Linked DNA regions of Anser cygnoides: all the other regions are linked to region 4. Evidence: chromatin contacts called from public Hi-C data. All regions are on one chromosome and are shown on one strand. The core of a region is the stretch at or near the end of the contact, and the rest is flanking DNA. Distances in the headings are between cores, read along the strand shown. Region 1 holds the start of RHOU (ras homolog family member U). Region 2 has its middle 31 kb from the start of RHOU. Region 3 holds the start of EXOC8 (exocyst complex component 8). Region 4 holds the start of RAB4A (RAB4A, member RAS oncogene family).

Region 1 (2,700 bases), core at 16-2,515, 190 kb after region 4:
CAAATAGGATTTTTTTCTCCCTTCAGCTCCTGCCCCTTTAAAAGTGCAGTGTCCATCTGTGCACACCTACAGCTGTGAATGCTTTGTCCCAAACACCCTCATTCTTAAATCCGGAGCTATTTAGCTAAAAAACGAAGCCAGCGACAACCTCTCAAGGAGAAAAACCGAGAGCCCTGAATCCCCAGACCTTTCAGCTTTCCGGCCAGGCACAGCAGAGCGGCAGCCGTGCCCGGTCCCCGTGCGGAGCCGCAACCTGTGCATCCCCCCACCCCGTAGCAGACCCCAGGCAAAGCAGCGGGCGGAGAACGAGGGAGAAGGGCGGCGGTTTAACAGGATGCTCAAAGCCACGAAGTCGCTATCAGGACTCCCCGGCCACCCACTCGCCCCCTCCCGCTGTCACTTGAACCGAGTACGCGGCTCCACCGACCTGCCCGGCCGTGTCGCAGAGCTGCAGTCTCACCGGCTTGCCGTCCACAGACACAACAGCTTGGGGGAGAGAGGAGGGGGAAAGCGTGGTGAGTCCAACTTCGCACATTTTCCATTAATAAAGAAAAAAAAAAAAGGAGAGGGGAAGGCTCCCGCTGCCCGGGGTTGAGCTCCTTATCCCCTTCCATGCTCTCGGGACGCCCCCAGCACAAAAACCGGAGCGGCTGGAGGGCAGAGGAAGGAGCGAAGCCTCACCGCAGCCGGGCTGGCAGGGACACAACCTCGGGGCAGGCTCAAACTTTTCGCCCAGCGCCCGAGCCCCCCCCGGCGCCCCCCGTCCTTACCGGAGAAGTTGTCGAAGGCGGTGGGGATGTACTCGGTGGGGTACCCGTTGGTGGTGTAGCTCACCACCAGGCTGGTCTTGCCCACGGCGCCGTCCCCCACCAGCACGCACTTGATGCTGCGCCGCGGCTCGCTCCCGGCCCCGGCTCCGGCTCCGCTCCCGGCCCCGGCCCCGCTCCCGGCCCCGCTCCCCGCCGCCCCCCGGCAGCGGCCGCCCAGCGCCGCCCCGAGCGCCGCCGCCGCCCGGCCGCTGCGCACCCTGCGCGGGGGCACCGGCGGCACCTCGCAGCCGCCGGCCACCGGCTTGCCGATGTAGCCCGCATCGCCCTCCTGCTGCGGCGGCATCCGGGGGGCGGCCGGCCCGGCACCGCCGCCGGGGGAGCGGCGGGACGAGGACGACGAGGAGAAGGAGGTGGCGAGCAGGCGGTGCGGGGCCCCGGCGGGCCGGCAGGAGCGGCGCGGCCGCCGCGAAGCCAGCCCCGGAGCAGGGAGGGAGGGAGGGAGGGAGGGAGGCAGCGAGCCCGGCTGCGCTGCGCCCGCCTCGCCCCGCGCTACCGAGTCGCGGCCGGCGGCCCCGCGGCGCCGCGTGACATGGCTGGGGCGGGGAGGGGCCGCCGGCACCGCCCGGCGCGGCGCGGCGCGGCGCTACCGATAGGGGGCGCTGCAGCGCAACCAGGCCGGCTCGCGGCCGCCGCGCGCTCATTGGTCAGCCCGCCCCGCCGCGCGCTGCTATTGGTTGGGGAGGAGGGGGCGCGGCGGGGAGGCCCCGCCCATCGCCGCCTGCCTTGGGGGGTCCGCGGGCCGCCGGGGAGGGCGCCCGGTGGCGGAGCGGGGCCGGCAGCGGGAGCGGGGGCGGGGGGTGAGCGGCGGCTGCGCTGGGCACGTGCTGAAGGAGCGGCCGTGGGGTGCCGCGGGCCTCGTGTCGCGGTAACGGCCCGAGTGCGGGGCAGCACGAAGCGGGGAGGTGCCGTTCTTGTGCGGCAGAGCCTGTGGGGTCCCGTGGTGCTGGTCGCGGGGCTGGGCTGAGCCCGTGTTGCAGCCCAGGGTCTCAGCTCGGTCCGTGTTGTTCCTTACGGTTCTGAGCGTAGACATAGCCACGTTTCTGCAGAAGACGAGACCAGGTTAAGAAAGGCACGTGCAGTGGAAGAACCGTGTTAGTGCACGCGTTCCTTGTTAGTGCACGCGATGCTGGAAGTCAGCATGCAGTAAACATCTCAGCTTTGGCCATCGGTGTGTCAGGGCATGCTGAAGGCACGACAGCAGACGAGTTTCTGTCCATTCTGGCTGATGTGCCATCCGAGGGTGAGCAGACGTGCTGCCATCTCCGACACTGGGATGGAATACACGCCAGCTTGGGCACGAGGCTGGCTGAGCGTTGCCACCCCTTACCTGCCGCAGCAAACAGCAAGTCCCCATCCCGTATCAGTGCTGCAACGAGGCCTCGTTCAGAGCAAAGATGCACAAAGACGAGGAGGACTCCCGTAGGTGGGAGATGACTATAACTGTCCGCATTGTTTCGGGGACGGGGGGCGGGAGCGGGCTCGGAGCTGCATGGTTGTGCCATACCGTAATGTGCCCTACCGAACACAGAAGCCTTTTGTGCAGAGGATGATCTAACCCATTGTTTTGCAGGGGGGTGCCCGCCCGCACCGCAGCAGCAAGTCCGAGCAGCCCCCGGTGCTGGCGGTGGGCTGAGGGCTGGTCCCGAAGGGATGCTGCCGCTGATAGCCGCTGTCACCGAAGCTTTGGGCCACGGGCCTATCGCACGCACACATCTCGCAGGTTTTAACGCGGTTGTTTTCCGAGCTCTGAGCCGCGGGATAAACAGGCTTAGCTCCACGTAGGTCAACAGGGGGGCCGCTGTCTGTCTCGGGGCTGAATCTGGTCCATTATCAGTTCACAGAAAAGCTCCTGCCCTATCTTCCATGCTCG
Region 2 (2,700 bases), core at 176-2,675, 150 kb after region 4:
TCATTTTATTTACTCATGCTTTTGTTTTTGAGGGGAAATAAGTGTTTTTAAAGAAGGAATTCCAAGGTACAAGGTTTCTCCCTAAATTTGCATTTGTTTGGACTATATTTCTCTGCTTCAACACAAAGCCAATTTATTTTTTTCCATGCTCTACACCCCCATCTCTCCATCACTGATGAACTTCAGACAGAATTAGCAACCAAAGCTTGAGTTTGCAGAAGATCTGTTTACTCAGCCCAAATGATCATAAAACAGGGAAGTGCCTTCTGGGCTTTAGACTCCACTGCCAATCTGTACCAGGGGAGCATGCCAACTTGCTCACTCCTTGCTCTCCTCTTCAAGTTTTCTGTGCATGGAGAGACTTCCAGGATGCACCGAGGATGAGTGGAGAGACCTCTTGCAGAGCTCACAGAAAATAGTCCAGAAGCAAAGCTGGGATATGGGGTGGTTTGTGCTGAGGTGGAAAGGAAGGGTTTGGGGTTTTTACTGCCCTTACTGCGACGCTGCACTTAGATGTGTATTACTTAGAGAGCAGCATATGACTCATGTGTACCTTGTCACATTCAATAGAGCTCATGTGAAAAGCTGAAAGCTTTCAATAGTAGCTAGGCCCTGGGGACCATCACAATGCTGAGCTGCATGAATTAAATAACCAAGAGCAGAGCCCTCGACTCCTCCAACACAGCCACAACCCTGCCAAGATTGTGGGGCTGCTCCAGTCCTGCCCTTCTGCTTCTTGATAGGGCTCTCATCACCCAGTGACTCCAGAGAAACTACAATCATTTAAATCAACACCATGTCTGGCCCTTTGTCTTAAATCTCCCACCCAGACTTGATTTTACAGATGCTCAGGGTCACAGCAGAGTCCTCATCTATCACAGTCAGGTTGCTCCCCTCCTCTCCTAAATCAGACAAGCCCAACCGAGGGCAGCTCTTTTGTGGAAGGCTTTCTGGGCTGGTGCCCCCCTCTTCCCTCCCTAATTGTTCGTTAATACATGTAAATGATTTAACCAAATAGAGACTGGACTTCCCCTCTTTGGAGGAAGGGAGTGCTGGCAAAGGAGGGGACAACGGCACAGATGGATTCCTGGATTTATCTGTATCTGATCCTGGGCAAATATTTATTTTCCTTTCCCTTTTCCACACCCTTCTCACACACGGGAACAAGGGACACATCCTCCCCCGGCCTCTGGGCGGCAGGGAACCATTTTTACCCCCATTTGACAGACACAGAAGTAGGGCAAAGGTGACTTAATCTCAAGCTGGGGAAAGCCGGCGGTGCTTTTACCACTGTGTCTGAGGGACTTTGGCCAGGAGCAGACAGAGTAAACAGCTGCTCCAGGCTGCCCGTGTCACCTAGTTTCCTTCCACCAAGGGAGGCTGGGTCTCCACAGCTTCCCACAGTGGTTTTAGGCCCTAACAGGGTTCCCTCAGAGGCTGACTTCAGGGCCCCGACCCACCTTGGGGAGATGCTGGCAAGGTTCTTGAATGAGCATTTGCAAAGCAGATTCGGAGCGTGGCCCACAATGAGTTACTTGTAGCAAGAGCAGCAACATTCAGCAAAATGCAGGGTGCAGGACACATCCCTTTTATTTATTTATTTTATTTATTTATTTATTTATTTATTGCAAAAGGGAAAAATCCATGTTAGGCTTTTATTACAAAACAACAGACTACAGCCGCCCTTTTTTCTTGGAATAACAATAATAACGCATTACATCAGGTTACTCAGTAGTTTTCACTAATCCATAAGACATGCACTGCTGACCTCTGAGGTAATTTTGGATCACGCTCAAGCCAAATAAAGGCAGATTTGTGGCTGCAGGTGAGAGATCCTCTGAAAAACCATAAATGTAACCACAATGTCCTCTCGTTTGATTTGAACTCGGCCTGGCCTTCATCAGTTTTTCTGGCACAGGTCCCGAAGTAAGGCAGATTAATGATTTAAAGGCATTGCACTCTGATATGACGTAACCAGGCACAGGGTGATGTTTTCTGAAGGCAGTCAGCAGCAAGAACCCAGGGCAGCAATGCGTGGGCTGCCTCTCCCGGATGGCACCTTGATTCTCTGACACTGTCACTGGTTTGACCGGAGCTGTTCATGACATGGACACCTCCATGGGATCACAGGGGCAGATGAATGTGCTCTTCTACAGGGCAGAAATGCCCCTGTGAAATGGTACATCCTATTTTCTCCCTCCTGAAGTGACAGTGTGGGGTTTGGTGGATGAGGAACGAAGAGAAGGGAGGCTAGTGGCTGTGTCCATCCCATGATGTGACACACACACAGAGCAGCTTGCAGCTCCAGCAGCAGTGGCCCTAAGGGCTGGTCTCTGCCTGGAACCCCCTGTCACCTCTCCAGCCACTGCTACCTGGGCTCATTAGATAAATCTACCAGGGCTGCACTTATTTACGCTGCAATCCCTTCTCTGAGTAAGGTCCGAAACCCTGCCTTAATCTTGAGCCTGTACAGAAAGTATTCCCCAGCCTGTTATGACTACAGGTCTGCCTGAGCGCTAATAAATCAGTGCAGTTCCAGTGGAGTAACGCAGAGCTGGAGGGAGTGCTGGGCGGGGGAATGGATAGAAAAGGCAGGCCCAATCTTCCTTAGCAGCCATTAATTACTGTCAGCAACGGGAGCAGGAAGCAGCAGTCGTGCTGGGATGGTGCTGCTGGCAGCGCAGGGAAAGCCTGAAGACG
Region 3 (2,700 bases), core at 121-2,620, 210 kb after region 4:
GCTCGCACGCCTTGGTGGACTGACCCAAGCGAATGAGTTGGGACACGGCTCGGCGCGTGGCCCGCGGCCCTCCTCGCAGCGAGCGGTCTGGAGACAGCTCGAACACCAGCACGTCCGTGAGCTGCCGGACCCGCTCATCCACCTTGGCCCGCAGCTCCTTCACGGGCTGGCTCACGGGCTTGTCCCCCAGGTACTCGTTGAGCTTATCTAGGAGGTCCACCGCTCCCTCGAAGTCCCGCTGAGCGATGCAGACGTCCAGGTCCTCCGGCAGCTCCTGGATCCACTCAAGCGAGAGGTCGACCACCTCTTCCTCTGCAGAGGGCTCTTCCTCCTCTTCCTCATCCTCCTCCTCGAAGGGGTTGGTGGACTCGGGGGGCGTCGGGGCGGGCCGGGGCAAGGCCTCCTGCTCCAGGCGTCGCTTCTCGCTGAGGGCCCGGTTGCGCTTGGTCTCCTCCAGCACCTCCAGCCACTCCTTCTTGATCTTGGCGTTCTCGGCCTGGAAGATGCGGCTCTCGGGGAACATGAGCAGCTTGAACATGTCCTTCATGGGCGGGTTGTCCTTGACGTTGACCACCGCCAGCCCGTCGAGGGGGTAGAGGGCGTCGTAGCGGTAGGCGCCGCGGCGGTTGGGCAGGGCGGTGGCCACGAGCAGGCAGTCGTTCATGAGGAAGGCGTGCACCCGCTGGATCTGCGCCATGTGGTCGGCGTCGTACTCCACCAGGTCGCCGTTGTACACCAGGTACTTGCCGGGGCTCTCGGGCAGCAGGTCGCGGCAGCCCTCCACCTTCTCCAGGAGGGTGGTGAGCGTCCGCTGCCGCCCCTCCTCGCCGCCGCCCGCCGCCTCCTTGGCCGACAGCGGCAGGAACGGGTCGGCGGCGGCGGCGGCGCGGCGGGGGCCCAGGGCGGGGTCGTCGCGGTCTGCCTGGAGGAGCAGGGCCTGCGTGACGGCCTCCATGATGCCCTTCTGCTCGGTGAGGATGTGGCTGAGCTGGTACATCTCGCTCTCCAGGTAGCTGATCTCCCGCGCCGTCTCGATGAACTGCCGGTAGTTCTGGTAGACGTTGCGCTTCAGGCTCTGCGCCGTCTCCTCGCTCAGCGCCTGGATGCGCTGCCGGTGCTCCTGCAGGTCCCGGTCGCCGTCCGACTGCTGCGACAGCTGCTTCACGTACTCGCCCGCCACGAAGCCGCCCGACTCCAGCTGCCGCCGCAGCCGGCTGCCGCCGCCGCCGCCTTCCCCCAGCGCCATGGCCCCGCCGCCGCCCCGCCGCCGCGCCCGCGCAAACAGCGCCGCGTACGCCACCTGCGCACTAGAGCGCCGCGGACGCCCCCGGCGCTACGTAACGCCGCCTGCGCACGCAGCGCTGCGTACGCCACCGGCGGGCGACGGCGCCGGGGGAACGGCGGAGGGAGGGCGACGAGGCGGGCGCATGCGTAGTTGCGAGGCTGCGCCGTTTGTGGCGCAGTGCGCGTGCGCGGAGGCCGTGGGGCCCCCAAGATGGCGGCGGCGGGGGCGGCGGAGGGGGAGGACGGCGACCTGGCGCTGGCGCTGCAGCTGCAGGAGCTGTGGGAAGCCGAGGACGGGGAGGCGGCGGCGGCCCGTGCCGAACCCCCGGCCGTCCCCGAGCCGCTCCGGCCGCTGTCGGTGGTGGACGAGGCGTGGGAGCTGCTGGACCCCAGCCCCGACGTGCGCGGCCTGTTCGTGCAGCTCAACGAGGCGCTCTTCTGGGGGCGCCTGGCCGCCGTGGAGGTGGCGTGGAGCCCCCGCATGACGCTGTACGGCTCCGGGACGGGGACGGGCTGGGAGCCGCGGGCAGCCCCGTGTCTTGCCGGTCTGTCGCAGGGTTTGGGGAGCTCCGGGGTGCGGGCAGCAGGTGTGCAGCTCAGGCTGCTGGAGTCTTACCCCCTCTGTTCCTTAGACTGGGGTATTGAGCTGCTAGAAGCAGAGTTCGGTACCGACACCAAAATTTGAAATGCTTTCTGATAGGTCAACCCACTGCGTAAAGGTTCAGTGAGAGTCAAAAGAAGTAGAGGGAGGATGAAATTGCAGCAGCCCCCAGTGTGGACCCACAGCCCCTGCTTTAGATGTTTCTCTCCATCTGGAGTTTTAATGAAAGCAGTGCTTTCCTTCATGGACACGTTAGCTTGGAATATTCTTTGTATTTTATTTTATTTTCAGGATTGCCAGCTATTAATAAAACGTTCATAAGAGTTCTAATAAATTATACTTTATCTTTTGGTAGTTCCATCACTGTTTATTAAGAACAACTTGGGAGCTTTTATTCCTTGCTTAGTGATGTCGAGTTCTTGGAGTAACTACCAAAAGCGTGTTTCATATTCAAAGCTAATTAGTGTGTGTTGGAAGGGGCCAGCATTTTAACTCCCAGTTCTCAATTTACTTTGTGTATTGCAAAAACACATAGCTTTCAATATCTTGTTTCTGTGTCTCTTTCAGCTGTGCTGGAGTGTGTAGATATGAAGGAAAAGGTGGAATGTGTTCTATTCGTTTAAGTGAGCCGCTCCTTAAGTTAAGACCGAGGAAGGATCTTGTTGAGGTATTTGAAAATTGCTTATGAACCTGCACATAAAACATAGTGCACCTCACCCCCCATGTTTTACATTTCGTAACGCAATTTTTATGTATGGTGACTTAGAGATCATAGAACAGTGGTGACTATTGCTGTGTTTGTATTGCTTGTGTGG
Region 4 (2,700 bases), core at 148-2,647:
GCATATGCAGGGAGCTCCCTGCCAAAGGATGCTGTGAATGCAAATTTGCCAGAGTTCAAGAAAAAACTGCACAAGTTCATTGAAGAAAGAGCCACCAACGCTTTCTCAACAGAAACCATACTCAGCTCATGGAAATTTTAAGTTGAAAATAGCTGGAGAATATCAGGGAAATCATCACATGTACTTGCCCTGCTCTTATCCTCTTTTCAAAGCACCAACAGGACGCTACAAAATTAGATACTAGTCACTATCACGGTCAAGACATAGCGTAGGCATTGTTAAATTCTATGTTATGTCATAACTTAGTTTTTACTACTCCATCTACTCTAAATCTTGACACTCATGTATTCTAGCTCAGAATTTCTGTAGGTTATTTATGTACATACAGAACAAACACTGAAACTCAGAAGAAACATACACCAAAAAATAAGCAAACAAAATAACCTACAACAACTGCAAACCTTCAAGTTTAAGGTCACATTTTCTAGAACACCAAAACAATCAGAAAACATGAAGAGTTACAGTGGGCTTACAGTTGCTATTTTGCATCACTGGAACAATACGAAAAAATGTTGAAATGTACTTGTTAAGATATGGCATGAAAATATGGGATTGTAATAGCAAGCAGGCTGGAGCACTGCTGGCATTCTGTCTTCTCTGGTTATCTGTCCATCCGTTTGTTTAGAGGCCACTAGAAGAGTACAGAAGTGATCCCAGTTCTCGATCACGAGTTCAGACCATGAAAAACTGGTTCAAACTCTTACCTAAATCAGCGAAGCACAACTCGCTACTCTGGTTTTGTGCAAGCTTTGTGTTTCAAGCATGGAAAAAAGAAGCAGGGTCTCAATGTCCTAATGTCTGCCCCACGCTCTGGGATCATTCTGCCCCCAGTTCTGTGCACCTGCCATACACTGACCACAGCGGGGAAGGAGACCTTAGCCCCTGATGACCAGGGCGTTGAAAATAAACAGGCTTACACAGCAGAAACAACGAGGCCGGTGAACCCCTGACAAGAACTCCTGCTGGCAGTGCTGCCGCCCTCACACCTGGCCGAGCTGCCGCTGTCACCACACGGCACCCACCCAAGCCATCAGGTACTTACCGTGTCCCCGCCCCACCAACAGCAGCCGCACGCCCACCACTAGGCTCGGGCTGTGAGAGCAGGAGGCTGCCCCGGCGGCCCCCAGCCCCTCGGGGCGCTGCCCGCACCGCCCCAGCCCCGCCGCCGCCCCCCAGCTCCTACCGTAGGTCTCGGACATGGCGGCCTGCGACATGCCGGGAGCGCCCCGGCTCCCCGCCGGGCCCGGGCAGGGCGCTGCCGCCCGCGGACCGCCGCCGGGCCGGGAGGGACGCGGCCGGGCCCCGCCGCCCCGCCTCGGCTCCGCCCGCAACGGCCCCGCTGCGCACGCGTGCCCGGCCCCGCGCCATGGCGGGCGGGCACCGCCTCTGTGACGAAACCCTCAGCCCCTCAGCCTCCCCCCTTCTGGGTTTCTTAGTCTCACTCCTTCCCCAAACCCCTAATGGTTAACACTGAAGTAGACAGATTTTGCCAGATTACTAAAAATGTCACAGTACGTCACTATGAGAACAGGGAGATCTAGACACCTTGCTCGGTACAAACAGGATTTTAGGCTAACAGACGTCAGCCTTGTCTGATCAAAATGAGCTTGCCTGTATGGAAGTTATGTTTGGTAAATGTTGTCGTACTAATGCCACGCTCCTCTGCCTCCAGCCACTCCCAATTAGTTAACGTGCACGTGCCAGCACACAAAAAATATAAAGCTTCCTACAAAAGCTTTTAGTAATACTGAAGAGAAAGATGGGCTGGACAAACAGGAAAGGAAAGATAGAAAAAAAAGAAAAAAAGTCACAAATAGTCACAAAGTGTGAACTAGGCTGGAAAATACATTGCTGGTATCTCTCCAGTTTGCAAATATAGGCTACTGTATTTCAATTAAAACATTATTTTTGACTAACCAAAAAGTAAGTAGCTAGAACTGACCTCATTGGTATCCACCTGCAGTATAAGGGTGAAGAAAACCAAAAGCCAAATGTTTGTCTTCTGATTTATGGTTTCTTTTGCTTACACCTGCTAGAAACTTCCGTCTCACATAAAAGCAGATACATCATGTCAAACTGTGTCTGCAGATCAGATGTTTAAATACTATCATTTGTTCCTCAAATTAATTTCACCACAGTTATTGTACCTATATACTTGATTGTGGTCATAAAGTTGCTGCCCAGAAAGTCATGTTGAGGTTTCTCTATTTTTTTTACTCGTTTTTTTACTAATTTTTTACTAGTTTTTACAGAATCACAGAATCACAGAATCGTCTAGGTTGGAAGAGACCTCCAAGATCACCTAGCCCAACCTCTGACCTAACACTAACAAGTCCTCCACTAAACCATATCACTAAGCTCTACATCTAAACGTCTTTTAAAGACCTCCAGGGATGGTGACTCCACCACTTCCCTGGGCAGCCCATTCCAATGCCTAACAACCCTTTTGGTGAAGAAGTTCTTCCTAATATCCAACCTAAACCTCCATTGGCGCGACTTTCGCCCATTCCCCCTCGTCCTGTCACCAGGCACGTGGGAGAATGGACCAACCCCCACCTCGCTACAGCCTCCTTTAAGGTACCTGTAGAGTGCGATAAGGTCGCCCCTGAGCCTCCTCTTCTCCAGACTGAACAAGCCCAG

What was found. A called contact is a pair of places that touch in the nucleus more often than the background predicts.
Region 1: a Hi-C map of liver shows a contact between it and region 4, with 4 times the contacts expected there. The contact joins the promoter of RHOU here to the promoter of RAB4A in region 4. A contact is called at or near these places in 5 of 7 Hi-C or Micro-C datasets (fetal liver, granulosa cells and liver).
Region 2: a Hi-C map of liver shows a contact between it and region 4, with 7 times the contacts expected there. The contact joins the enhancer-like site here to the promoter of RAB4A in region 4. A contact is called at or near these places in 2 of 7 Hi-C or Micro-C datasets (both in liver).
Region 3: a contact with region 4 is called in a Hi-C map of liver, with 3 times the contacts expected there. The contact joins the promoter of EXOC8 here to the promoter of RAB4A in region 4. A contact is called at or near these places in 4 of 7 Hi-C or Micro-C datasets (fetal liver, granulosa cells and liver).

What each region holds. Positions count from the first base shown.
Region 1 is chr3:44,078,152-44,080,851 of Taihu_goose_T2T_genome, reverse strand. RHOU (ras homolog family member U) reads right to left here and starts at 1,265. Exons shown (of 3, transcript XM_048047261.2): 1 at 771-1,265; 2 at 428-486. The coding sequence starts at 1,113.
Region 2 is chr3:44,108,871-44,111,570 of Taihu_goose_T2T_genome, reverse strand. No RefSeq gene overlaps it. Among named protein-coding and RNA genes, the nearest start is that of RHOU, 31 kb to the right of the region's middle. Within about 2 kb of position 1,425, at least 2 of the 3 cell types and tissues checked have open chromatin away from gene starts, as enhancers often do. A contact at or near this core is called in liver, where this site is marked.
Region 3 is chr3:44,054,795-44,057,494 of Taihu_goose_T2T_genome, reverse strand. It overlaps EXOC8 (exocyst complex component 8), which reads right to left and starts at 1,370. Exons shown (of 2, transcript XM_013199813.3): 1 at 1-1,370. The coding sequence starts at 1,246. It overlaps SPRTN (SprT-like N-terminal domain), which reads left to right and starts at 1,462. Exons shown (of 5, transcript XM_013200412.3): 1 at 1,462-1,773; 2 at 2,453-2,552. The coding sequence starts at 1,496.
Region 4 is chr3:44,263,646-44,266,345 of Taihu_goose_T2T_genome, reverse strand. It overlaps RAB4A (RAB4A, member RAS oncogene family), which reads right to left and starts at 1,397. Exons shown (of 8, transcript XM_048047259.2): 1 at 1,244-1,397. The coding sequence starts at 1,274.